4 separate regions of the Mus musculus genome follow, and all the other regions are linked to region 2. A link is a contact called in public Hi-C and HiChIP or PLAC-seq data. All regions are on one chromosome and are shown on one strand. Each heading gives the region's core, a stretch centred on a gene start, on an enhancer-like site or on the middle of the called end of the contact. The rest is flanking DNA. Distances are from core to core; before and after follow the strand shown. Region 1 overlaps Fars2 (phenylalanine-tRNA synthetase 2 (mitochondrial)). Region 2 has its middle 22 kb from the start of Gm40913. Region 3 overlaps Fars2 (phenylalanine-tRNA synthetase 2 (mitochondrial)). Region 4 holds the start of Ppp1r3g (protein phosphatase 1, regulatory subunit 3G).

Region 1 (5,900 bases), core at 2,742-5,241, 1.2 Mb after region 2:
CTCTGGAACAAAGACGTCCCCACACCCCAGACTACACTGACCACACACCTGAAGAACTCAGCTTGCCTCCTGGAAGCACTCTTGTTCCTGCACTGGGAAACATTCCACTTAGCCATCGGCAATCATCCAATGCTTACCAACCATACATACTCTTGGGACTCAAGCCAGGCACAGTCACTCCTTGTTTTAACTTAACCCCTAGAGAACTTAAACCACAGTTACCAAGACTAGCACATGTCCTTCCATATGTTGAGTGAATTGAAACTCTGTGACTTCAGGACAATTCCGGTTCTCCACAAAACAGCCTGTGCTTACCATGCAGTCCACAGCAGACCAGCATCAGCAGCACTCACTCAGTGCTGAAACAGAGCCTTCCTCTGAGCATAATTTGCAGACATAGTCACCTGGACTTCTTGTTCAGCAGCATAGGTATGCATGGAATCTCAGAGTCTCCTCTTAGGACCCATAAGAAGGAGACAGACAGAAAGGTGTCAAACAGAAACCACCTCAGAATGTGAAAAGACTGTTCAGTGTCTGCAAGTGACAAGGGAAATGGGCTGTGACTGATAACTGGGGCAAAGCCTGGAAACGGACACTTGGCCAGCATCTTAGTGTGCACTAGAAAACCTTCAGAGAGCAAGAGGCACATTGAAATCTAGCTGTATGCTCAGCTAAACACCCGAGGTGTCCATGTAATGTCTGGACACTACCTTCTGCTTTTTGGGGTCTGACAACTAAACTGGAATAATTTGTTAGTTACAAATAACAAAACTATTTCACATGGTTACTGATGCCCTCTCTGTCCTAACACAGCCTGAACGACCTTATACTTCAAAGTCCAAAACTCCAAATATAAAACCTTTTTGTGCCAACATGACACTACATGTAAAAAGTGCCACCCCTGACCTCCTGACACCCAACAGTCAAACGCAAGTGACTGAAAACACTGAGCATACAGCTTTCAGCCTGTGCTTACAGGTACACCTGAGACCCAATACATTCCAATGTCAACATGGATGTAATGTCCAAGTTATTTCACTATCTGTATTAAAACATTCAAAACAGAAAACCCAAAATAGGGACACTGAGGCCAAATAACAACCACACTTCTTCCTGCCTGTGAACCCAGAGAGCTCAGAACTGTCTCTATGGAAATGAGGCTGTCTTTAAAAGTCCCAGGAGTAGCCAATGTGAACATGGCATCTCATGCTTAAGCCTAACCCTTACAAGGATGAAACAGAAATCATTTAAGTTTGAGGCCAGGACAGTCTCCACAGAAAGTTCCAGGCCAGCCAGGTCTGTAAGATCCTATCTCAAAAAACAAGGGGGTGGGGGGAGAAAAAAGGAGGGGCAGGGGAAGTGGAAGGAAGAAGAGAAAGAGGAGGCAGGGGAAGAGCCCAGAGCTAGGAACTGGGTAAAGGAAGAGCTAGCAGAGCATCTCCATGAAAGAACAGGTGCATTTTAAAGAGTATTTGTTGTTACCTTGCTGTCATTATTATTATTTCCCATTTCTAGAATATTTTTTAAAAATATATTAAAATAACTAACCAGCCAACATGGTGGTCAACAATCTAAGATGCAGAGAAAATAACTAAGTGGAGCCCAGAAAAGGCAGGCAAACTGCTCCAGGAGATGCTTGGGAGCCCCAGGAGTACAACCTCATTTTCTAAGACTTCAGAAGGTGACCAGATGCCACAGGCTGTTCTCTAAGTAATCTGTCTCACATCCATCAGTGCATCTGTCTCACTCCCACCTCTACAAACACCTGTCACCTCAGAAATTAACTAAGGAAAGAAATCTGCATAAAGGTTAGAAGATCCATTTCCCATGTCATCACATTGTTAAGAGATTACCTAAATGGGAATGTCATGCCAAACACAGTATGCTCCTCTGAAAAGAACAAGCAGAGTCACAGCCAGTGTCCCCAGTAAATGTCATGAGCCAAAAATGAGTGAGAACCTTCAAATATAAATGGATATAGAGACCTAAAATTCAGATAGTTTATAGTATATATACTTATATGTGCACATATATGCATACATGCACCCAGTTCAAGGAGTCTATGTCTATGAGTTCAAATATATGACAGTCAAATAATTAAGGCCCAAAAACCCCCCACTTGTACAAACACATACAGACTCTTCCGTATTATCATTCCCTGACAAAACAATGTAGCAGTCTTCTGAACAGTATTTAGTGTCTTAGAGCTATGAAGTCATCTAGACATACGTGAGCATACGCAGGAGGATGTGCACTAATAGCATACAAGTAGTATGCTGCTGAGCGAAAGAGAAGGCATCTGTGCACTTTGGTGTCTGCAGATGAAGGATCTAACTACATCAAAAATGGTTCTGAAGTGAGCAGGGAAGTCCTGGTCCTCAGCTACTCAACGCAGTGACTTTTAGCCATCAGCCACACAGTAGGATAGCCACAATCAGTCATACATTTTTGTCACTGCAACTATGAACAATGCTCTCACAGAAAATAGGACAAAAAGTAATGACGCCGTTTTCAAATATTATACCTACACATGCTTTCACTTAATTCTCAGTTTTTGAGATGGTCTCTTTATATGGCCAAGGATGACACTGAACTCACAATCTTTCTGCCTCTGCAGGAGTGTGACACCATGTCCATCTTAAAATATTTTTAAAAAGTTAAAACAAGGAGAACACACACACACTTAAATCTCGTCCCCAAACTCTAAAGAAATTTCTACTAAGTAACCTCAAAATCCCACAGGGCCACTGTCCTGAGAGAAAGAAGAAATGCAAGAGACACAGCTTCTTCCCTTCTGTCATCCACATGCCCTAAGACTACACTGGCTCTGTGGTCCACTCACACACAAACCCAGGGCTTCTGCTTTTAGTGGCATCGCTGGGTGTTTCCAAACACAAGAAGCAGAAGGAGCTGGAACAGTGTGCCTCGGAGGAGGTAAACATTTAAATGAGAAGCCTTCTGGAGCGATCAGAAATAACCTCAAAAAGGCAACCGTCTTCTGTTTACACAATTCAGCAGCCACCTGTGGTGGTTATTCTTGGTTGTCAACTTGGCTACACCTGGAATTAACTAAAGCTCAAACAGCTACTAATAGGGGATTTTTTTTCTTAATTAAATCATTAAGTGGGAAGATCCACTTCTAATCTAGATCTTTGAGGTAGAAGGAAGATTCACCTTTAATGTGGGCTGGCAGTCTGTATAAAGAACATGAAAAAAAAGCAGCTTGGTCTGTCTTTGCCTGCTTGCTCTGGCTCTTACTAGCAAATTAATTTCTTCACTGGCATTAAAGTCCACTTCTTCAGAATTCCTGTGTATACAGAAGACGAGCTGAAAATTCCAGTCTCACGGACTGCACTACTTCTGGATTCTTGGACCTTCCATTGGTAAACAGCCACTGTTGGACTAGCAGGAACACAGCCTATACGCCATTCTAATAAATCCCCTTTCTATATATTTAGAGATTCATTCCTCTAGAGAAGCCTGATTGTATTTTTTGTTGTGAGATTAACCTTTAATGGCTGAGCCACCTCTCCAGCCCGAGAACCCTGATTAATACACCACCACACCCAGAACCTGCACTGAAATCTAGAGAGGCAAATCTCTGCCCTTCCTCTGGACTTTGAAGTGCATTGCGCTACAGAGTAAACTAAATCTCTCTGCTATAGCAACCAGCACTAAAGCAAAACCAGGAGTAATTTTCTGCCAGAAGTCAAGTAATAATAAAAGAGATTCCCTTCATATGTAAGGAACACAACCCAGCAATCTTAGCTAATGAGGATAGCGTGAGAAAATAAATTTTTGTGATTCATCATAGTAAAACTTTTAAGACCTAAAGAGGAACATAATAGAAAAGAGTTAGGGAGAATATAGCCAAGTCCCCACACTTTCACCAGATGGCCCATAGTATCTCTTTGTTTCTGTTTACTGCTGGGATTGCACAGAGCCACCTGCATGACAAGAGGAACTCTGTCTCTGAGCAGCAGCTCAGCAGGATGTGAGCCAAAGGCTAGGCCAGGAAGTCTTTCACTCCTCTCAACCGTGCAAGAGAAGCTGAGGACAGAGCACACCCTGGATCCCTACTTACACAAGGCAGCTATGATGAGGCCAGCTCCGGAAGACCCTCATATATTCTGGCTAGTAGCAACATGAAGTGCTGGAGACCCTGTGACATGAAGGTACTCTTGTCATAGCTCTATTTCTAAAAGCCACACAGCCTCATGTGTCCCTTTCAGAGAAAACCAAGTTTCCTAGCAAAATAAAATATATGCAGGAGAATGAGTTGGCCCCTGCTTCTCCTCTGTGGATGGAAGCTGTAAGCTCACTTATCTGTATAAGAAGCAGCCCAGAGTGTTGCCACTGCTCCCCTCCAGGCTTCCCCAGCTTAAATCGGCTTCAGACACTTTGCTTGGTTTTATTTCAAAGCAAACTTCTGACAGAGAGGAGTAGAATAGAGCTATATTTTAAAATTCACTAGAACCAATGCATATTTATTCAAAAGGTTTAAAGAAAAAATTTACTCAAGAAAGTCAAAAGGAAAACCAAACAGTGCTGACATTTTTAAGATAATATTTTAAAATAAAAGAAACATTTTCAAGTATAAACTCAGAAAGTCAGGGAAAAGGCAGATAATGGCATTTAAAGATTACTATATTTTCACTAACATTTTCACATGAAAGGGGGAAGGCTAACAGCAGCTTCCCAGTACTAAGCCTGAAGCAGACTTTCAATCCAGTGCTGCTGCTTTGTCCCTGGACCTTCTCACGCCTGTGTGTCATGGACATCATTTGGAGTCTGATGGTAGAGTGCAAATTCCAATGCACACACATGAACTGACAACATCTGTGTGACACTCGGCTGCTCTCTGCCTCTTCCCTTCTCCATTCGAACACTCAAGACAAGCAAGCATACCTACCTCCCAGGTCAGACTGGAAGCCCCGTGCACTTGCTTGTGAGAATCCAAAATCAGGCAGCCTCCTCACAGAATAATACAGAAGGGCTTGAAAATAAAAACAAAATTATCCTATGGTTCTACAGTTCCATGCTGCAATGTCTAATGACAAGGACTGAAAGCAAGGACACCATGAGATACCAGGAGCACACTACTATGGCCATATCATCCAAAAGAGCCAAAAAACAGAAGCAACACAAAAGTGCACCAGAAGATGTATGGATAAATAAGATGTGTTGTAGTCTAGAAAGGGAAACTGCCCAAATGTGTTACAACACAGATGACCTTGAAAATATTGTGCCAAGTGAAATGAACCACTCGTAAAAAAACAAATGCTGAATAATTCCACTTGGATAAAGTCCTGACATTAGGTATATTCACACAGATCGAAAGCAGAATAGCTGATGCATTGGGTCAGGTGGGGAAGGGATGGAGAGTTAACATTTAATGGATGCAAAGGTTCTGTTTACAATGACTGAGGTGGACGGTTGTGACAGAGGCACAACAATGTGATGTACTTATTACTAACATACTATATGGTGGAAATGGCAATGTTTATGTCTTGTGTGCTTTGCCATGACAGAAACATTTCATGTTAAAAAGAGTCATATGTCAGGATTAACACATGACCTGCATGGCTTTCAGAATGGCCTGACTGGGGTGATGAGGGGTGAAGAAGGACAAGTAAGAAAAGCCAGAAGAGCCAGCACATTCACTACTGCGGAACAACGGCAGGTTAGCTACTTTCAGTCTCTGTAAGGGAGCAGTCTCAGGTGGCAGTTACCTGGGAGGATGAAGCTGTAGTTGGTACTATCTGCACAGGGATATATCAACATCTATACTCAGACCTCTGGAAGGTCTTGCCATTCCCCTGTTCCTGACCTGGGAAAGGTCTTACCATCCCATAGGACTGAGGCATTAGGGAGCTTGACATGACTGCTCACATAACAAT
Region 2 (6,520 bases), core at 1,376-3,875:
CTTTCTCTGGAGTCTGTTATTGAGTTAGTCTTAAATTTGTATCACCTTCCTCTAGCTTTCTTTACCACCATCAGTAATTCATTCCTACGTCCTGGAAACTATTCTTCTGGGATATTTATTCATTTCATTTGTATCTTCTAGGAGAGAGTCTTCAGAAGGTCCCATGCCTCATTCTTCTACATTCTTCTTTCATCATCAGGCCTGAAAGCCTGCCTACTATACTCCGCAGAGCACTTTGTCAATCACTCTCTTTAGGTACTCCCGTTAAAGGCAGTCACAGTTTTTGTTTGTTTTTGGTTTTTTAGAGATCACACCTCCTTTTAAATAAAAAAAGGTGACTTATTTATTGTATTTTATGTGTATGAGTGTTTTGCCTGCATGTCTCTGTGTTCATCAAGTGCTTGCCTGGGGTCAGCAGCGGTCCTAGGAGGGCATCAGCTCCCCTAGAAGTGGAGTTCCAGATGTTTCTGAGCCATCATGTGGGTGCCGGGAATGGTACCCAGGTCCTCTGAGAGAACAGCAAGTTCTCTTAACCACTGAGCCATCTCTCCAGCCTTAACAGGATTTTAAACTTTGGAAACATACACCATTAGGTTTCTGGCAGGGCATTTCCAGGCAAGTGTCAGGAATTGCTGCTCAGTGATATCATGGACCCTTGGAGCTCCTGAACAGCAGCGGAGAGGCACAGGGAATGGCCTCCCACAAGCATTGACTCCTGAAGGCAGCTACAGAGGTGTGTGTGTTTGATTACAATTTCTAGAAATACCTTTTTCCCAATTTGTTTTCTCTTCTTGTAACAACTCAGTGACCCATGCTAAGTCTCCTTCACTTCGAAATAACGTCCGTTTTCTTGGTTGCTAACTCAGTAGACATGTTTCCCCATTTGATGAAGGAGACTTCCCCTGTATGGAATAGTGAACTCCAGCTGCTGTAAATGAGACTATCCAAGGAACTTTGCTCAACGCATGAGCCCTGTCTTTGGTTTAAGCTCTGCTGTTGTCCCTTTGGAATTATTAAAGACTTATTGTTGAGAGAGTTTTGCTCTGGAGCCCAGGCTGGCCTTAAATGAGCTAACCCTCTTTTTTGGTTTGCTGAGAGTAGGATTTATGCACAGGCATGCCAAGCCTTCTGGAAGACTTTTTAAGACAAAGGATCCCATTTGATCGATATCAGTTTGCCTCGATCCCCTCAAGTTGTGGAGCTCATCTTGTTTTTCTCTTTTCTTGGATAAAAATTGGTCAATCTTTTTTTTTTTTTTTTGCCTTTTATTGGAATTTCTGGGAAGCTTATGTGAAATGTTACATTTTTCAATCTTTCATTGTTACTAGCATTTAAAACTTTTAAAAATCCCCTTTCTGTCTTCTTACTATTCCCTTTCTTGTGTATACAATATGTATTCACATATATAGTCATATATATATTTATTCTTGTACACACACACATATATAAAATGCATTCAGTATTTTTATCCATTCTTCTGAGAATGCTAGTAGCCATTCTTTCTGTACATTTTCTTAGGGGCTTCTTCTTCCCCACCCCTGTTTACTTGCAGGCAGTAGTTTGTGTTGCAGGTAAAAGCAGATACACAGGGTTTGCAAAAGATGAAAGGTTTTTTTTGTTTTGTTTTGTTTTGTGTTTTTGTTTTCTTGTTTTTCCTCCTCCGAAGTAAGAGAGAATAAAAGGCCAGGCAGTGACACAACTACTTTAAGGTAGAAGAGGCAACATTGAGGAGCAAGAGTGTCTGGAAAGTGGGAGGATCTGCTTCTGAACTAGCCAAGTATTGTACAGACACAAAGCTAAAGAGGAGAAGAAACTGAGAAGATCTGCAGTGCAGGAATCAACGCCGGCTCACCATCAAGCGGCACTGCGGTCTCACCTGAACCTTCAATGTGCAGCCAGCCCACTCAGCGACCTCAGGCCACCCTTTCTTCTTAGCCTTGGGTGGGACGAGGGGCAAGGCAGAATGGTGCTTGCTGTCAGTTGTTGGCTAGAGCTAAGGTGAGGGGCAAAGTGTTGAGGGATGCTGAGGACAGAAGTACAGAGGAGCAAGGGAGCTGGCTTTTCTATCCAGATCTGGTAAAGCAAAGAACAGAGGAGTGACTAAGGGAGCCAGGGAGATGCCTCTGAAGATGGGACCCTATGCTTATAGGCAGTGTGAAGCCTGTTCCTTAGTCTTGAAGGAATGGAAACTCAGAAGAATGCAAGCGGGCTCTGAACACACAGATGATTCTGCAGTTGAATTCCGGAGGGAGAAACACCTCGGGGAGGGGCTGTCAAGTGAACAACTTAGACGGACCCAGGAAAGATCACATAAGGAGTCCTGCTTCAAGACTGTCAAAGCCATTGGGTCTTTTAGGTTTAAATTCAATTCTGCAATGGGGTGAAATGTAAGGTATTAGTTTTAGGAAGGACCCTTGCTTACTTGGTGATTCACCTGTGAATAACAGCAAAACCCCAAATCCGAGAAACAATGCATCAGGCAATACTAGATCCGCAGCCAGCCAGCATCCCGCCCCTCAAGAAAAAAATTGCAGACCATGACATCATTCCTCTGGTCTCCCCACACCTGCTCGAGTCCCTCGATGATACCACCAGATGGCGATGTTGGCCTAAGTTGTAGTACATTCTCTAGTCCTGGGAAAGCCTGACCTGAATATAAAACTTCCCTAATCACCACATTTGATTCCCCAGCAGAACAGCACAAAAAAACCTACTGCGGATTCCAAAGAGGCCAACATGGCATCTCACTACATTGCGTGGTCCGCAGACCAGACATCGGTGCATATTAAAGTGTGATTGCAAGAAAACAACTTTAAAATTCAGAGTCCAGGAGTGGCCCCCCGCTCCCCCGCCTCCCGCGCCTAGTCTCGCTTTGCGCTCCCTACCCCCACCCACGGTCCAGCAATCTCGGACGTGAGGCTTTTCTGCAGCCGCAGCGGCATGGCTGGCAGTGTGGCGCGGAGGTGGCAAGCTCTAGGGACCCACGCAGCGTCTGTCTGTGCAGTGCCCAGATGGCAGGGGCTGGAGAGGCCTCCAGAAACCTGCAACTCAGTAGCATTTCCCCAACTGGATCTCTGTCATCCTCCCAGGCCACCCCAGCTCAAGAGAACCTACCCCATCCAGAACTTCAGGAGGCAGCTTGGGGCCAGCAAAGGTGGGAGGTGGTGGCATGAAAGTAAGGTCTAGTTAGGATGACCAGTCTCCAGGGTTAGAAGTTTTATAGCTTACAGGGCTTCCACGATCCCAGGTGCCCACCCAATTGGTATTGCTTCCACTAGTAGGTCGCGCCTTGTGTAGGACAGTGTATGATGGGCAAGATGGACCGCAGGCGCCTGCTAGAGAGTGACACTCTGGCTCCCAGTAGCTTGCACCAAAAGGTCCGATGACTGTCTCTGGTCCCCAGCAGTCAAACCTCGGTGGTACTTCTAGGCCTCATAGGCGCGTGCTCATGGCGCACGCACAAAGCCCAGCGGTGCAGTGCTCCCCGGCAGGCCTGGGCTGGCCCCCTCGAAGCGACCAGACGGTGTCTCACAGCGGGCTTGTCCCCGCCGAGGTCATCTGCTAGGCGCAGCTGGGCCGCGGAAAGTAAGAAGCTGATGAATTTTTCATCGCGATTCCCTTGGCTGTCGATCTGAAGGCAGTTTCTGGGGCAGCAGCCTTTAAGGACCTGTCTGTGCCAAGGGCAGCCCCTCCCCCACCGCTCTAATTACTGATAGACAGGAGAAGCTGGTCCCAGGTCCCCTCCTGCTCCTCCAGGGCGTGTCCTGGTCCCTCTGGCTTTGTTTGATTTCTGAGCATTGGGCGAGTGGGAAAGGAGGGATGAGGAAGAGCGCCTGTCTAGTTTAATAGCATGTGTAGACAACCTGCCTGGAAAAAGGAACACAGAGGTGCTCAGCTCTGACCTCCAGGAGTTTGCAGGGATCTGCGGGGATAAACTCACAAAATGGAGATGAAAGAGTCTAATGTGGGCCAAGGGCCGGGCTAGTGGGGCTGTGAGTGAGACCGGGGCTCAGGGAGAGACATGGGGAAGGGATAAGTTGAAAGGAAAGGACTCCAACACCCGGGCACAGGAAGGGGCAGAATGAGGGCGGGTCTAACTTTGCGCTCTCGAGGGGACCAGAGGCACACAGGTGCAAGGTGTGGACCTGGATCTACCCAACACATAGGTAGGCCTATCACAGGTCAGAAACCGGCCTTTTCTTGAAAATATGATACAGATATATCAGGAGAAGTCACTATTAGATAAGAACACTGAGGGGCTTTTTGTTCCTGAGTGGGGGAGGGGATGGGGAGGGTGGGAAAGGGTGGGGGAGCGTGGGGGAGGGCTGTGCCAGGTTTTTTTTTTTTTTTTTTGTCACACGGATTGTTTTTGCATAAATGTAAGTTAAAAATACACACTTACATACCATGCACACTGTTGTGTATGGAGATGGTCTCTAGAAATAGTTTTGTTTGTTTGTTTGTTTGTTTAAAAAGGTAATGCAGGTATTTCTAAATTTTGGTGAAATAAACAAAAGAATTCACCCAGAGTCACAATCTTTGTATATGTCCTTATTTTTTCCTTATCTTATTTATTTTTTCTGTGCAGACCTCGTTTCATTGAGACCATTTTTTGTAAGCGCAGTCATTCAATAAATGCTAATAAATAAGAGACCATAGCAGGAACATTCCCTTAATCTCTAAGTAGAGCTGGGCATGGTGGCTCCTGACTGAAATGCCTGCACCTGGAAGGTGGAGGGCGGAGAAGGAGGCTAAAGGCAGTGCTCTAGGCAGGGCTGAGCTCTGTGGAGTTAGAGGTGGAGTTCCGGACCTGGCAGAGCTGGGTGTGACTCTGCTTGAAGAAAGGAAAAGGTGGAAACATCTCAAGGTGCCTGAAGAGGCTTCTCATCTCACCTCCCAACGCTGAGCTGAATCGGAAACAGCTGGTGACAAGGAAGTTGTGGGGCCCAGCATTCCTAGCATCCTCCTCGCCCCCTCCCAGAGTCACCCCGCCCCCCCGCCCCCCCCCTCACATACTCACACCCTTACCAACCTCTTCCTCAGTGGTAGCTGCGGTTCTAGGACTGAGCAATTCCTCTCTACCTTCTATTCTGAAAACCTGTGCAGAGACTGGTAGCTTATCAAATGCGTTCTCATTGCTTTGCTCCTAGGTTTAATTGAATTAATTTTAACACCTGTTATACCTGCTACAAAGATCAAAAAACTGAGCCTCCATTAGAGTTTTCCTCTGAAACATTAAGTGGCCAAATTAAAGATAGAGCAAAGCTACAGGTTTGTTTTTTTTTTTTTTTTTTTTTTTTTTTTTTTTTTTTTTTAAGAAAAGGTGTTATTTGTGAACCGTGAATGTTTGCTGTTTGTTAAATTAGCTTTCACATTTAAAGCCACCAGAAAGACATTTTTATCAAATAAGAGAATGTGCCACCTGCTTTATTTCTTGGGGGAAAAACAGAGAGGGAGGGCTTCCATTTCTGGCTCTGAAGGAGGAGAGCAGAAAAAAGCCTTGTACTAAAAAACCAACGGCTGAATTAAAAAAGTATGAACTAGTAGCTTGAGAGCATCAAAGATGCAATCGAAGATGCGGGACTCTAGAGGGACCAGAATGGCATAGGAGGGCAATGCAGCCAAGTGAGTCCTTTAGAGCTCCTCTTGTGTCATGGGAGCATTTGTTGAGCCATGCAACGGCCTCTGGGGTATAGAATCAAAACAGAGTGACAGTTCCTTGCTTGTCTCCGTCAAAAAAATTGGAGTTCAGGATGCAAGGTTGCCAGGACTTGATGGACCATAAACACATCGAGATGGGAACCAAAGAAAATGGAGTCAGTATGCATTTTTTTTCTCCAAACCATTTCTCAGTCTTTAAGCTGTGCACGTGAAGAGTGAGATGCCAAGAAGCCAAATAAACACAGCTGTCAAGAGGCTTAAAAGCTAAGCCAAGATGCTGGCGTGCTTATAGTTCTGGGAAGGCAGAGCTTATAGTTCTGGCTGCTAAGGGGGAGGAGCCTTATGAAACCCTCATTGTCAGGTGAGTCCTGAAAACCAGTCCATAGGAGTAAGCAAACACAGGATAGTAGCTCTCATATGATATGCAACGTGGGCTGCAAGAGCCTCCACTCTGGCTGGGACACACCCGCACCTGCACACGCACACTCACAACTATCTCCTAGTGTTATATATCCTCCAGCTTTCCTGGAGGAAGATGATGTATTCTAATACCACAGAAGGTATTATATTTAACCCATTGTATTAATACCAGACGAATAATCCAGAGGGTCAGAGGTTCTGGCTGGTGAGGTGAAACAGGAGGGTAGTTTCCTGCCCTGTCAGGAAAAGGGTGGTGCTTCCATGGCCAATCATAAGATCTAGCTCTCGAAACTGATGTGGCCCAAATGTGAGGGAGAGCTGGACCAAGGCATTTAAAAAACTGGCCAGAAAGATCTAAGTAGAAGAGATGCTGGAGTCCATCCTTCCATGTGACTCTGCAAGGAAACTTGCCCGTCCTAGAGGATGAGGTTATTTCAGT
Region 3 (5,975 bases), core at 300-2,799, 1.0 Mb after region 2:
ATAATCCCCCCCCAACTCCCAAAAGCACCACAAGATGAAAACCATATACTTACTCCCACCCTTCAACACTTCAAAAATTCCAACTTGTTTTATTTCAGAATGTTAACTATTCATCCAGGTACTAGGTGCTTAAGGATATTAAAAAATAAATACCTATTGTCAAGGAGCTCTTAAAAAGGGAGTTTAAAAATTTTTTAATCACATCAGAAGGTAAAGTACAGTTGCTATCACAGAGGATTGTGGGAACAATCCATTCAACAATTTTAACAAGTTAGGAGGAGGACGTGTTAAACAGCCACCATTTGTCAATGAAAAGTCAGTCATCTGTAGACAGCACCAGGGGCTGATCCCAGGGGTCAAGCATCTAGTGGCTATGGTGGCATTGCCACCCAATACCCATGCCCCTAACCATGGGGCCATTGGAAGGCAGAGATGGCAATACAGTCTCTGGAGTGAGAACACACACACAATAACTTGGAAATGGAGAGCATGTTCCTTGTCTGTTGGAAGAAACTGAGACACTAGGCTACCCACACTTGTGAGCATGTGCAGATGAGAGTCAGGAGGGGGACCCAGAGCCTTTATGGAAAACTAGATGCTTGAACTTTATCTGGAAGTCAGGGATCTCCATGAGCATTCTTGATATTACACCTGAAAGCTGTTCAAAAGTAAGCAAGACTTTTACTAAGCCAAGCAGAGAAACTGCCCCTCAAATCCCTCTCTTTGCTGTGTGCTGGAAGCACATCCAGGAAAAAGAGGAATGGAGAATCCCTGCTCTCCCACTGACCCATCAGGCACTAACAAAACTGCCCAGGAGGGAGCACACCCTCCAGACACCTGTCAGTGCTACCTGTCAGGTTCTTCATTCAACGGCTTCTCTAGCCATACCCTTCATTCATGAGTACTTAAGTACTACTAAAAACCCTCCAAATGCTCTAAGAATGCACGAGAGATGGAAAAGAAAGTTCAATTGTTTGCACTCTAATGTATCTCAAAAACCTGGGAGAGTACACAGTAGGTACATAAACAATACTCCTTTGGAGAATTACATGGAGGTGACTGTTATCTGAGCAGGTAGCAATCCTAATTATCACCTCTAATTATTCCTTTTGTAACTGAGAAACTGGACTGTGGTGCTGTAAAGTGTCCTCTGAGATCCCTGCAGTTGTGGACAGTGTTAGTGGGCGTAACTGTTTCCACAACTCCTGATTCTACACAGTGCTCCTTCTTCAATTCATATTACTTCTCTGGTACTTTCAGTGTCCTATAATTAAGAGCAATGAAATTAGAAAGAAGGAGCTTATAGAGCTCCAAAGGTTTTTATTCTAAAAATGCTTAGAGGCAGCACTACATGCAACATGAAGGCAGTAAAAGTAAACAGGGAAGATGGGTGAACCCACCTGATTTGGGGTCAATGAAATGAAAGCTGCGCACTCTGTTTGACAATGCTGCTGTTCAGGATTTCAGAGGTTACCTCTATTACTCTGCTTGAAATTGTTCAGTAAGACACATCAGACATTCCTCGACTAACACTCTCACAGTCTGGCCTTCCCTGCTGGCTCCCTGGAGACTAACACATACCCAAGCTTCAAAAATTCTCCCTTGGCACTAGAAGTGTATATATTTTGAAAGGCAATAAATAGAGGTTTGTGTCATCTTTGGAGCAGCTTTTTGGAATCTTCTGCAAAGATTTAAAAATCAAAAAGCTGCTTGGTAACCATCTGCAGGATAAGGAACAAGGAACAAGCAAGCGGTCCCTGAAACAGCTCTGAATGACGACAGGGATGACAAGGAAGGGAACCTCTTGGCAGTGGTGATACTGTTTATAAACAAACTGCAAAGCCTATGTCTGCACTGTGCACTGTGGACACTGTGGGGAAGGGTCAAGAAAAGAACTAACAAGACCCTTGCACTGTAGCACTACAGTATCATAAAAAGGAGGCTGGAACCAGAGACACTAGTTGTCATTTCAGTGTTGATGCTCATACAGAAGAGAGGGAGGCAGAATGGTGGTGACACATAGGGTCTTCTGACTGCCATCTGCCAACCTAGCAGAAAGAAGGCCTAACAAAAATGCTATGCAGGGGAACACCACATGCCAAGGGGATAGTGGTCTCCTGAGGCTCTGCAGCAGTCAAGCCAGAGTCCCGCAGACTGGAGCACTGACAAGGACCTGCAAGAAGGGAGAATGCAGATATCATGCACAGCACAGCACCATCAGGAAACCATCCCCTGAAAAACAAACCTTTATAGTTGTACAGCAGTGTGAACAGCTGGAAATGAAGCAAGGTTAATCAGGATGTGAGGCTTAGTTGATGGCTTAGACAACAAAAAAAATCATGTCCTTAAGTCCAAGGAATAAACGGTAAATGTATTCATTCCAAATGGGACTAACATGAGCTGAATCTACGTATGTGACCAGAAGGATCCGGAGCTTCAGGTATAGCTAGTAAGTTACATAAAGTCATAATGTATAAGTAATGAGACATGCGTGTGTGTGTGTGTGTGTGTGTGTGTGTGTGTGTGTGTGTGTGTGATTACTCAACTTGAAAATTAAACATCTACTTTCCATATTATCATGCCTGGAATGGCCACTAGGGCACTTGGGCTGCTCTGGAAAGGCTTACACACCTTGGTTCTCTAGGCACCTGGCAACCCGCCACACAGGAGACTCACCAAGAATTGACTGACTGAGGTAACAGACAAGCAACAAAGAATTGCAGATGTGAGCTGTAGAAATAGTTCACAATTAATTGCATCATGTGTCACACAGAGAAAATCAAATCCTATAGTTCGGGGAGTGTTGGGAAGAATGTTTTGAACGGCGTGTCAGTTGTATTATAAGATGTTCTGTCTTACAGAGAAGGGGGAAATTTTCCTCAGCTTTGTATGTCAAGAAAGCTGTCTTCCCTGAAAGAATTTTTATCTTGCAGGTGCTATAGGTAGTATTAATAAGTTGTTTCCCCCTTCCCCTTACCATGGGGAGCTGAAAGGCAAATATGTCTCTCTGAGGCAACACAGAGAAATGTATCTTTGTTTCAAACATTTATCCCCTTTATCTCTTGCTTTTCATTTCACCCAGATATATCTATATCAATAGATGCCACAGCCTCACAGCTTAATGTATGAACTTGAGCATAAAGAAATCTGCAAATAACATTGAATCAAAGGGTGCCTTAGAATCCCACAATTTGCTCAACAGCACAGCCTTTGGTGGTTGTTTTACAAACCAAGGCAGCTAATCCATTATTAGGCTGATTTCTAATCAGAATATAGGGAGTGGCTCCCTGTGTCCCACCAGAGAGCACTCAGAGAAGGACAAGATCAAAGAGTCTCAGGGGCCTGTCTCCCACTGCACATCCTTCCTTAGCTCATCACATCACTCATTCATTGCCTGTGCCCCACCTCATGCATTTCCTTCCCCATCTCCCCACTTTGAGTTTCCACGACCAGGGCTGTAATTCAAGCTCTCAAGTTTCTCTCCCCAGCTATTATGGATGCTCCTGAGCCTTCTCCATCTCCCAGCTCTGCTCTGCACACTCTCGCTTAGTCCACAAACAGAGCTCTGTGCCAAATGTATCCACCCATCCACTCACTCAATAACTACCTACTGAGAATCTACTACAGGCTAGGCAGTGGGAAGCCCTGGCGACAAGGAAATATAAAAGCCTGATCTCTTCCTTTCAATATTTATGAATAATGCAAAAGCAAAACAATAGACAAACCAGCACAGTTTGGCAAGCTAACCCTGGGAATTCGCAGGCTGTGCTGTGCTGTGTTGGGTTGCAGGTGTGCTGTGTGCTCAAAGCTCTCTGGGCATAGTGCAGCTACAGGAAGAGTGAGAGGGGAGAGTCCAGTGTGGCATTCCGTGGCAGTGTATATCAACTACAAAGGCTGATCAGGATAAACACATGACCAAGTCACCCTGGACACCATAGCAAATTTGTGGCTATCCTGAACTATATGAGACCCTATCTCAAAACAGAAAAGAAAGACCGAAAAGAAACAGAAGAGAAAGTGGGACAGGCAGAAACTGGGGAGGAAGGACCTAGCAGACCACTCTATTTTGCCACAATTTCTGTCAAAAAAAAAAAAAAATCAGGGGCTCATTCCAAACCTGAAAACATGGCTTCTAGGCCACCAGATGCAGAGCATTTCCCAGTGGATTCTCACCCCCTGCTCCAGCACCACGCCTAGCTCTTTCCTACAGGACTCTAACAGCTTGTACACACAGCCAAACTCAGCATTCCCTCATCCAGTGAGTGACCCAACCACATCCATTCCAGTCTCTGAACCTCAACAACAAACCCCATTTAATGTATTTTAATATTACAACTAATAATTATGAATTGAGCATGGTTCCTACCTCCATAGAGCCTGGAGCTCTGTAGAAGGAAAATGCAAAATAGTCATGAAATATCTATAAAAATTGGGAAGTGTCACATGACAAGAATGCCTACAGAATAATTATTTAATTGCAATAACAATATCAGCAGGAGTTCAGTTGTTAAAGTGATATACAGAATCCTGAAGATGTTTTAAAAGTTAAACAGCATATAAACCAATCCTTTTTGGTTAAGTCAGCTCTAACCATCCAGAGAGACAGCCAAGCCCATCACTGACTTCTGTGCTCAAATCCCACTATGCCTTGTCCACAGAACAAACGAAAACAATGAATCACATATAAGCATAGTAGATTCCAAACTAAAGCATTTACCTTGCCAGCTGAATCCCTAACTATCTATCAGTTTTAAGAAAAATCTAGGAGGATTTTATACCATCCCAATACTATTGAGACAAATGTCCCCATAACTGTGGGTATGGATTAAGATCTCCAATGAAACTGCAATTAGCCATTTCTCCATGAATTACCAAAAGCAATCAATGTGCTCAAATCTCCAATTCTTATGACACTTCAAGAACCATCATGCTGACTTACGTGAGAATTAAATACTAAGTAGAACATGTTTCTTGGAGACAGGAATAATTGAATTTTCATGGAACGTAATGCAATGTTTGTTCATTCTATGTAAACATATACAGATTGCAAGCAAAGCTAGATTAATTCCTTCAAAGCACACTAGAGTTTTACAAATATAATGAAGCTGTCTGAGGTAATAAAGTCTTGAAAGTCAACATTTGATGACTTTTTCATTTATTTCCTTATACCCGAAGTGGCAAGATAAAAATGAGATGAAAATATAAGACTTTTATATGCAAATTAATACAAACTCTTCCAGGAAACACACAAAAAAAATCTCAGAATATAAGCAAACTATATATGCATAGAAAGGTGAGCAATGGCCTAGAAAGCCTTGAAGTTATTACAGCACCTGCAATCAGATCAAAGCACTATTGTCACCATCAGTGAGTCTTTCCTAAATCCTTCCAGAAAGGAAGGTGAAGACAAAAGAACACCGTGGAAGATCTCAAGCAAATGCATGGATAATCACTGAATATGTTGCCAAAAGGCATGGGACTGCTCTGTATTGTGCCATGTACTGTCGCTGACACAGAAGAGTAAATGGAGGAAGGCAGCAAGTGTGGACTCCATAACGGGGGTCAGTGCTGATGACAACTGACCCTCCTATTAATATTGGCAGGCTATTAGAAGGAGAAAGGGGGAGGGGGAACCTGGTACTAATAGCACTAAGTATAAACCTCTCCAGGCAACTGGAGAAAGAGAAAGAGACCAGTACTGGTGGCAATCAGCTTAAGCTGCTACTGATAGTAGCCAATGAGAGCTGCTACTGATAGGGGCTAGCTGGGCTGTTCATGGTGGGTCAGGATTAGAGAAGCAAAGGAGAGGAAAAAACGCATACACACACTAGATAAAACAAAGCAGGTTTCAACCATCTTACACACACACACACACACACACACACACACACACATACATACAGACAAGCATATATATACAGACAGATAGACAGACAGACAGATACATATTTGATAGATGGAGAAAAGCTCCAAGC
Region 4 (6,010 bases), core at 672-3,171, 1.3 Mb after region 2:
GTGGAAGTGATGAGAAAAACACTGAGAACACTGCCAGAGCTTGCCGTGAATCTGCGCTGAGAGTGTATGGTTTAACATTTTACTCCTATCGCTCCACGCTCTGTCAATGCGTTGCTCAGCTAAGGATCCCCGGGGAGCCCTTGCTAGCTGGTCAACCTCTTTCCAAGTTCCGAAGTTCCCGGACTCAGAGCGGGTCTGTGGAGCACACATAGCGCAAGGTGTAGTTGGCCCCCTCGTTGTTGTCCCAGTATTCTCCCTGTTCGCAGCGGTAGCAGACGGCAAAATGAATAGCGACTCCCCACGCGCCAGCATCCTCCCCTTCTTTGGGCTGCAGACCCGGGGGCAGGCACAGCGAGAAGTGGAAACGCTCGGTGCCGGGCCCCTCCTCACTATCCTCAGCCTTTGATCCAGAGTCCCCTGACTGCAATGGAGGCAGGGGCTCCACTGACTCCGGGTCCAGCTCAGCAGGCACGTCCAGAAAGGTACGCCACTCCGTGAAAGTGTAGCGCACCGCCACTGCCCTGGGTCCGGGGCAACTGATCACTCGGCCAGAGCCGGTCACCTCGGCGCGGGGCGGCTGGGAGCACTGCACACGCTCCAGGCACACTCGCTGTCGCCGCAGACGCTCCTCCGCAGCGCGCAGCTCCGGGAGCTGGAAGTGGGGTCGGAGCCGGGCGCAGGGTACCAAGAGAGGATCAGGCATCGTTGCCACTGCCAGCAGCCCCCCGAGCTGCTGCAGGTCCTCGGCGCGCAGCGGGAAGCTGTGGAGACGGGAAAGTACGGCCGGGGGCACCTGAGGCTCCTCGGCCTCGCTGAAGTGCTTCACGCTGGCCAGGCTCAGTCCCAGGGAGTCGGCGAACTGCACGCGCTTCTTACACTTGGAGCAGCAGTCCCCAGCCGGCGCGCCACCCTCTGAGCTGGGCTGTCCCGCCTGCTGCCTCTGCTGCAGGAGCTTGGCCGCCTGCAGGATGGGGTCTGCGGGCAAAGAGAAGGAGCGCGCACGAGAGCGGCGATATTCCTGTAGCTCCTCCTGTTCCGGGAGAGCTGCCCCTTTCTGCGGCGACAGGGGCCGGTCCTGGAGCTGAGCATCAGGGATCGGGGTCTCAGAGGTGCCACTCTCCACGCAAAGGACCTCGGGGACCGACAGTTCCTCCGCGGATTGAGGGTCTCCGGAAGACGTAGAGCTGGACGCCTCGGATCTGTGTAGCTGTTCTCCCGAGGGATCCATGACAGTGTCCGATCCGGCCCCGGGTTTCGTCCTGCGGGAACCGCGGAGAGTCCTCTGGAAACTTTTATCTACTCCCGCAGCAGAAGGAGCGCATAGTGTCGGCTGGGCTTGCCTACCCTGGCAGAAAGCGGATTCGGCCTGGAACCTCCAGCTTTTAGCTGCTGCTGCCCGGGACCAAGAGGGAGGAGGATGCTGGCCTGCGGCTAGCTCCCAAGGGGAGGGCCAAGACAGGGAGGCGCGACAGCCAGAACACCTGAGAGCTACGTCCGTAGTGGAGACTAGGATTTCTGAAGGTCGTAGGCTAGCCGATAGCTTTGATCCACCCCGCGGCTGCTATGCGCGTCTGTATCCTCTGGGGTAGCTCTCAACTTTCAGAACTAGACAAAGTTTTCCAGCCTGTGAAGTTATTCTTCCGGAGGAGACGTCCTGGCTGTCACTGGCCTAGGGAATCCGCGATACAAGAATGTCATTAAGGCAAGCAATCGAGCGAAGTGCATCCCTTCCCTTTCATCCTGTATCCCCGAAACCGCTCGAGTCCCAGGTCGCATCTGTGTAGTTGTGCCCCTCAGTGGTTCTAAAAGCTGGAAGGCCGAAGCTACAGCTTCCACCTACTTACCTGGTGACCTTGCTGCTGCGCTTGAGCAGGGGACAGAGCAGGAACCCACCGGGAGCTCACTAGGCAGGCAGACAAGAGCACCCGGTGGCCATTGGCGCCTAGCACTAGAGCACGTCAAGGTCCTCCCGCCCCACCCCCACCCCCCTGTCCTCAAAGAAGAGGGCTGGCACCTCCCTCCATGGCTAAGCGCCTTCCTTCAGACTTGAAGGCATTCATTCCCCCCTCTCGCTTAGCCTGCGCCTGGCCTGCAACTGCCACCTCTCCTCCGCAAGGATCCCAGACCCTCTAAGGCTCAGTCAGGCCTTCTGGGGGTTGCCGGTCAAAACCCAATTGCCAGAAGACTAATGGAAGAACATCTCACTATATCCTGGCACTGGATACTTCCTTAAGTGTTGTATTGTGCCTTTGCCTTCCAGCTAACTTTGCCTTGATCAAGCTTCAACTGATAACTTCATCACCAAATGTCATGCCCACCTCCCATTCCCCCACCCCACCCCTCATATCTGATTCAGGGTGTCCCAGGCAGTTCTGAGAGAATTTCTAACAGGGAGATGCTGAGGACAGGCTCTGGGGACCACCGTTTAGGAGTGACTAACTGCCTCACCATGGCTGTGTGTATACTTACTTACACAAAAAAATTGGGGTTTTAGAAATATTGGTCCACAAATCAAGGAACAAAAAGCAAAGCTAATTTTCCCAGGCTTTTAAACTGGGCACGGTATAGCAGAATTTAAGGAGTCATCAATAGTTACTGATTTTAGTATCTATTGAGGACTCACAGGCTGCTCATCCCTCCCCAAGGCTGAGGGCCCCTCCCATGTGATCTTATGTGCACAAAACTTCATCACTCCAACTCAATGTAGCACACAAAGGATGGGAACATCTGTTCAGGTCCCAGAGCTGAGCTAAGGTCAGGTTTGACCCCAGGAAGTTGGAAAATTATTTTTATGGCCAAAGACCCTGAGCTAGAGAGGAATTTTTAGGAACAGGCCCCTCAGTCCCTTGGCTGGGACTTTCTAGTCATTAAGTGTCCAGTACAGTGTCCATATCTACATACTGAATCTGACAGTATGGGACTCCCAATCCAGATCTACCTAGAGTGCCCCCACCTCCAGCATCTACAAAATCTACAGCACAGGACACTTTTTTTTTAACGTGTAGATAGACATTGATATATTGTGATAATAAGTATAATGTTCACAAACTAGTTTGTTTCTTTGATTTTTTGAGACAGGGTTTTTCTGTGTATAGGGCTGGCTATCTTGGAATTCACTCTGTAGTCCATGCTGGCCTCAAACTCACAGAGATCTGCCTGCCTCTGCCTGAGATTAAAGGCGCACACCACCCCTGCCCAGCCTCAGACTAGTTTAAAAATGAACTAGGAACTTCAAAGAGATTTTGAGGTTGGAGTGAATTGTCTCCCTCACTTGGACAGATTCTCACACCCAGACAGTACCTTGTCTACTGCCAATGTTTTGATTCCCAGGTGAGTATCCAACAGTTCCATTCTGACACTGTTCTACCTGAAGATGGTGTCAGAGCCACAAGTTAAAGGCTGAAAAACTCACCATAAACCAGATGCAAATATGCAAATAAGGTGCTCAGGTTTCCACACTATTTGGTCAACTGGAAAATACAGATGTTCTGCTGAGGTGTGGCAGTTGGTAACTCACTAGAGTGGCTTACAGAATCGAAGAAACCCTTAATAACACATGGCTTATTGTGTAAGATACAACTAGGAAGAGCCAAACAGAAGAGGCACAAGGCAGAGTTCATGCATAAAGTGAAAATGTGCGACAATCCTTGCAAAAGTTTTGGAACTCAGGCTCCAGCCTCCCCTGTGAATGGAGGTTGGTGTCCATTCACTGGTTCTTTCTGGTAACCAGCTAATCTGGCTGCCAAGGTGTGGTGGTTTGAATAAGCTTGGCCCAGGGAGTGGCTCTCTTAGGAGGTGTGGCCATGTTGGAGGAAGTGTGTCACTGTGGGGTGGGTATTGAGACCCTCCTCCTAACCATGTGGGGGCCAATCTTCTAGCAGCCTTCAGATAAAGATATAGAACTCTCATCTCCTCCTGCACCATGCCTGCCTGGATGCTGCCATGCTCCTATTTTGATGATAATGAAATGACCCTCTGAACCTGTACACCAGCCCCAACTAAATGTTGTCCTTATTAGGGTTGCCTTGGTCATGGTGTCTCTTCACAGCAGTACAACCCTAACTAAGACACTAGGACTCCCAGTTTAAGTAGCCTCATTAGTCACTCAGATAATATATATATATGTGTGTGTGTGTGTGTGTGTGTGTATAAAATTTAATATGTTATATAATATATTACATAATTTTGATATATTATATATATTATAATATATTTGATTGTAACAAAATAACAAACACATAATTCCCCTTCACTTAGAGCTGAGTCCTAGGAGGTCCATATCAGCAACTAGGGACAGAAATGTACCTGCTACATAACCAGGACCCTTTGCCCTGGTGCAGGATGCTGGTTACTAAAATGAAGTTTTGCAAAATAGAGTGTATTCAGAGTTTGGCCAGGTCTCAGATCCACATCCCAAAGGACAGGGTGGGGCGTGGAAATGGATATACCAGAGTGATTAAAGATTTGGGGGAAGGCTCCTGGAGGTGACACAATACGCATCTGATCCTCACAGGACACACACATGTTCAGGAAATATCAGCCTGATCCAAGAATGGAGACTTTGGTCCTGTGATATCTAGAAATGGTCCATCAAATAATCCCCTGTTAAAAAGTCAGTGGTTTCAACAAAAGTGGCCTTCTATCCCCCCCAAAAATAGCCTAGGCAACCATCATCATCATCACGACCCACACATCAGGGGTGTTATCTACAGCAAAGCTGGTGGGAGACTAGTATGTTGCTTAGATACCTGGCCTCCAAATTTTGTGCTTTGTGAAGTAAGTGAGTCTGGAACTTCGGGTGCTTTCTCATACTACTGCAGGTCTACAGCTCAGGAAGTCTGGACTGAGCTTTGAGCAACTCTGAGAAGCAGAAGCAGGAGGGACCTGTGGAGCAAATGGAGATAAGCAGGGTCTATGGGAGGTTTCTGGTCTGTTCCCCAGAAACCAAGGACAGACCTTAGGAGCAGAGGACGGGAGCACCTCACTCAGCCATCAAGAGGACTTGGGGATACTCTGGAAGGCACAGTCAGTCTCTGACTTGAACTGCACATCTGTCCTCTGGCAGAGCTGGTGGGACACAGGACATTTCTGTCAGTTGTCTCTCTGGGACAGGGACAGGGACAGGTAGCCCAGACTTTAAACACATTGTCTCTGACACAGAGATGGTTCAACTCTTGGTGTTTTTGGGGTTTTTTTTTTTGTTTGTTTGTTTGTTTGTTTTTTTAGTTCATGATGATGTGAAAGTTACACCTTCAGTAGAAACTGTAGTTCCAATTTTGATTTTCAATATTTCCAAAGAGTGTTAGGGAAAACAACAGGTACCAGGTATAGGCCACACTGCTGCACCAAAGTGGGCGTCTGCTGAGCTGTATTCAATGTATTTTCCCACTTAGGATATTTTCAGCATAGGGTGGATGTATTGGGACCAAACTCCACTGTAAACTGGGGAGCAGCTGCAGCTAAATGGTGATACAACCTGCAAAGTAGCTTTGTGAAAAACTAAGCCATCTATCTAGTCTACGGGTATGTGCTTAGATCAACCACAAACATCACGTGGCCACATGTCTCAGCTGCTAAAGTATTTACTCCCAGGCTTTCAGATTCCTAGTTTTGTTTTTTTGTTGTTGTTGTTGTTGTTTTATTCTATTTTTAAATCATTGTTGTTGTTGTTGTTTTGTAGGGGCTGGAGAGTGCTTACTACGTAGTCCAGGCTTACCTTAAACTTGTGCCTCTACCTAAAAGGCTGGAGCTGAGGTCATCTGCTGAGGCCTAGAAAGTCTCAGATGATGCAAGTAGAAAAAGAAAACCCGCCTTCACATTAAAAACAAAAATGACAAAAGAAAGTTACAACACCACACTGTTGCTGAACCCATGGCTGGCATCGTCAAACTAAACCAAACCAAACCACCAAATGTTTTAGTCAGGTCACAGGCCACACTTGTGGAACCTGGGACAGTTCAGCTTCTCACCTGATTCCGCTGCCTCACAACAAAAGTTCTGAGTGAGTAAA

The links. A called contact is a pair of places that touch in the nucleus more often than the background predicts. HiChIP or PLAC-seq counts read pairs in DNA pulled down with a chosen protein or histone mark.
Region 1: an H3K27ac HiChIP or PLAC-seq map of differentiating embryonic stem cells shows a contact between it and region 2, with 10 times the contacts expected there. The contact joins two enhancer-like sites. A contact is called at or near these places in 2 of 15 datasets of contacts at CTCF or cohesin (the NIH/3T3 cell line and large pre-B cells), 2 of 115 datasets of contacts at active chromatin or transcription factors (differentiating embryonic stem cells and embryonic stem cells) and 1 of 9 other capture datasets (embryonic stem cells).
Region 3: a contact with region 2 is called in a Hi-C map of cortical neurons, with 4 times the contacts expected there. The contact joins two enhancer-like sites. A contact is called at or near these places in 46 of 484 Hi-C or Micro-C datasets (3T3-L1-derived adipocytes, the AML12 cell line, the AtT-20 cell line and 34 more) and 7 of 115 datasets of contacts at active chromatin or transcription factors (the NIH/3T3 cell line, the SCID.adh cell line, SST interneurons and 4 more).
Region 4: a contact with region 2 is called in an H3K4me3 HiChIP or PLAC-seq map of forebrain, with 8 times the contacts expected there. The contact joins the promoter of Ppp1r3g here to the enhancer-like site in region 2. A contact is called at or near these places in 3 of 484 Hi-C or Micro-C datasets (all in embryonic stem cells), 11 of 115 datasets of contacts at active chromatin or transcription factors (embryonic forebrain, embryonic limb bud, embryonic midbrain and 5 more) and 3 of 9 other capture datasets (adipose tissue, embryonic stem cells and liver).

What each region holds. Positions count from the first base shown.
Region 1 is chr13:36,147,457-36,153,356 of GRCm38.p6, reverse strand. The region is part of intron 1 of Fars2 (phenylalanine-tRNA synthetase 2 (mitochondrial)); the gene reads right to left. Among named protein-coding and RNA genes, the nearest start is that of Fars2, 33 kb to the right of the region's middle. Within about 2 kb of position 3,991, at least 78 of the 459 cell types and tissues checked have an H3K27ac peak or open chromatin away from gene starts, as enhancers often do. A contact at or near this core is called in differentiating embryonic stem cells, where this site is marked.
Region 2 is chr13:37,308,821-37,315,340 of GRCm38.p6, reverse strand. No RefSeq gene overlaps it. Among named protein-coding and RNA genes, the nearest start is that of Gm40913, 22 kb to the left of the region's middle. RefSeq lists an enhancer at 1,531-4,375. Within about 2 kb of position 2,625, at least 95 of the 459 cell types and tissues checked have an H3K27ac peak or open chromatin away from gene starts, as enhancers often do. A contact at or near this core is called in SST interneurons, adipose tissue, cortical neurons and 5 more, where this site is marked.
Region 3 is chr13:36,261,260-36,267,234 of GRCm38.p6, reverse strand. All of the region lies in intron 4 of Fars2 (phenylalanine-tRNA synthetase 2 (mitochondrial)), which reads right to left. Among named protein-coding and RNA genes, the nearest start is that of Gm40912, 56 kb to the right of the region's middle. Within about 2 kb of position 1,549, at least 13 of the 459 cell types and tissues checked have an H3K27ac peak or open chromatin away from gene starts, as enhancers often do. A contact at or near this core is called in SST interneurons and cortical neurons, where this site is marked.
Region 4 is chr13:35,963,817-35,969,826 of GRCm38.p6, reverse strand. It overlaps Ppp1r3g (protein phosphatase 1, regulatory subunit 3G), which reads right to left and starts at 1,921. Exons shown (of 2, transcript NM_029628.1): 1 at 1,845-1,921; 2 at 1-1,669. The coding sequence starts at 1,228. The coding sequence ends at 185. It overlaps Gm30127 (a long non-coding RNA gene), which reads left to right and starts at 5,643. Exons shown (of 3, transcript XR_003950657.1): 1 at 5,643-6,001.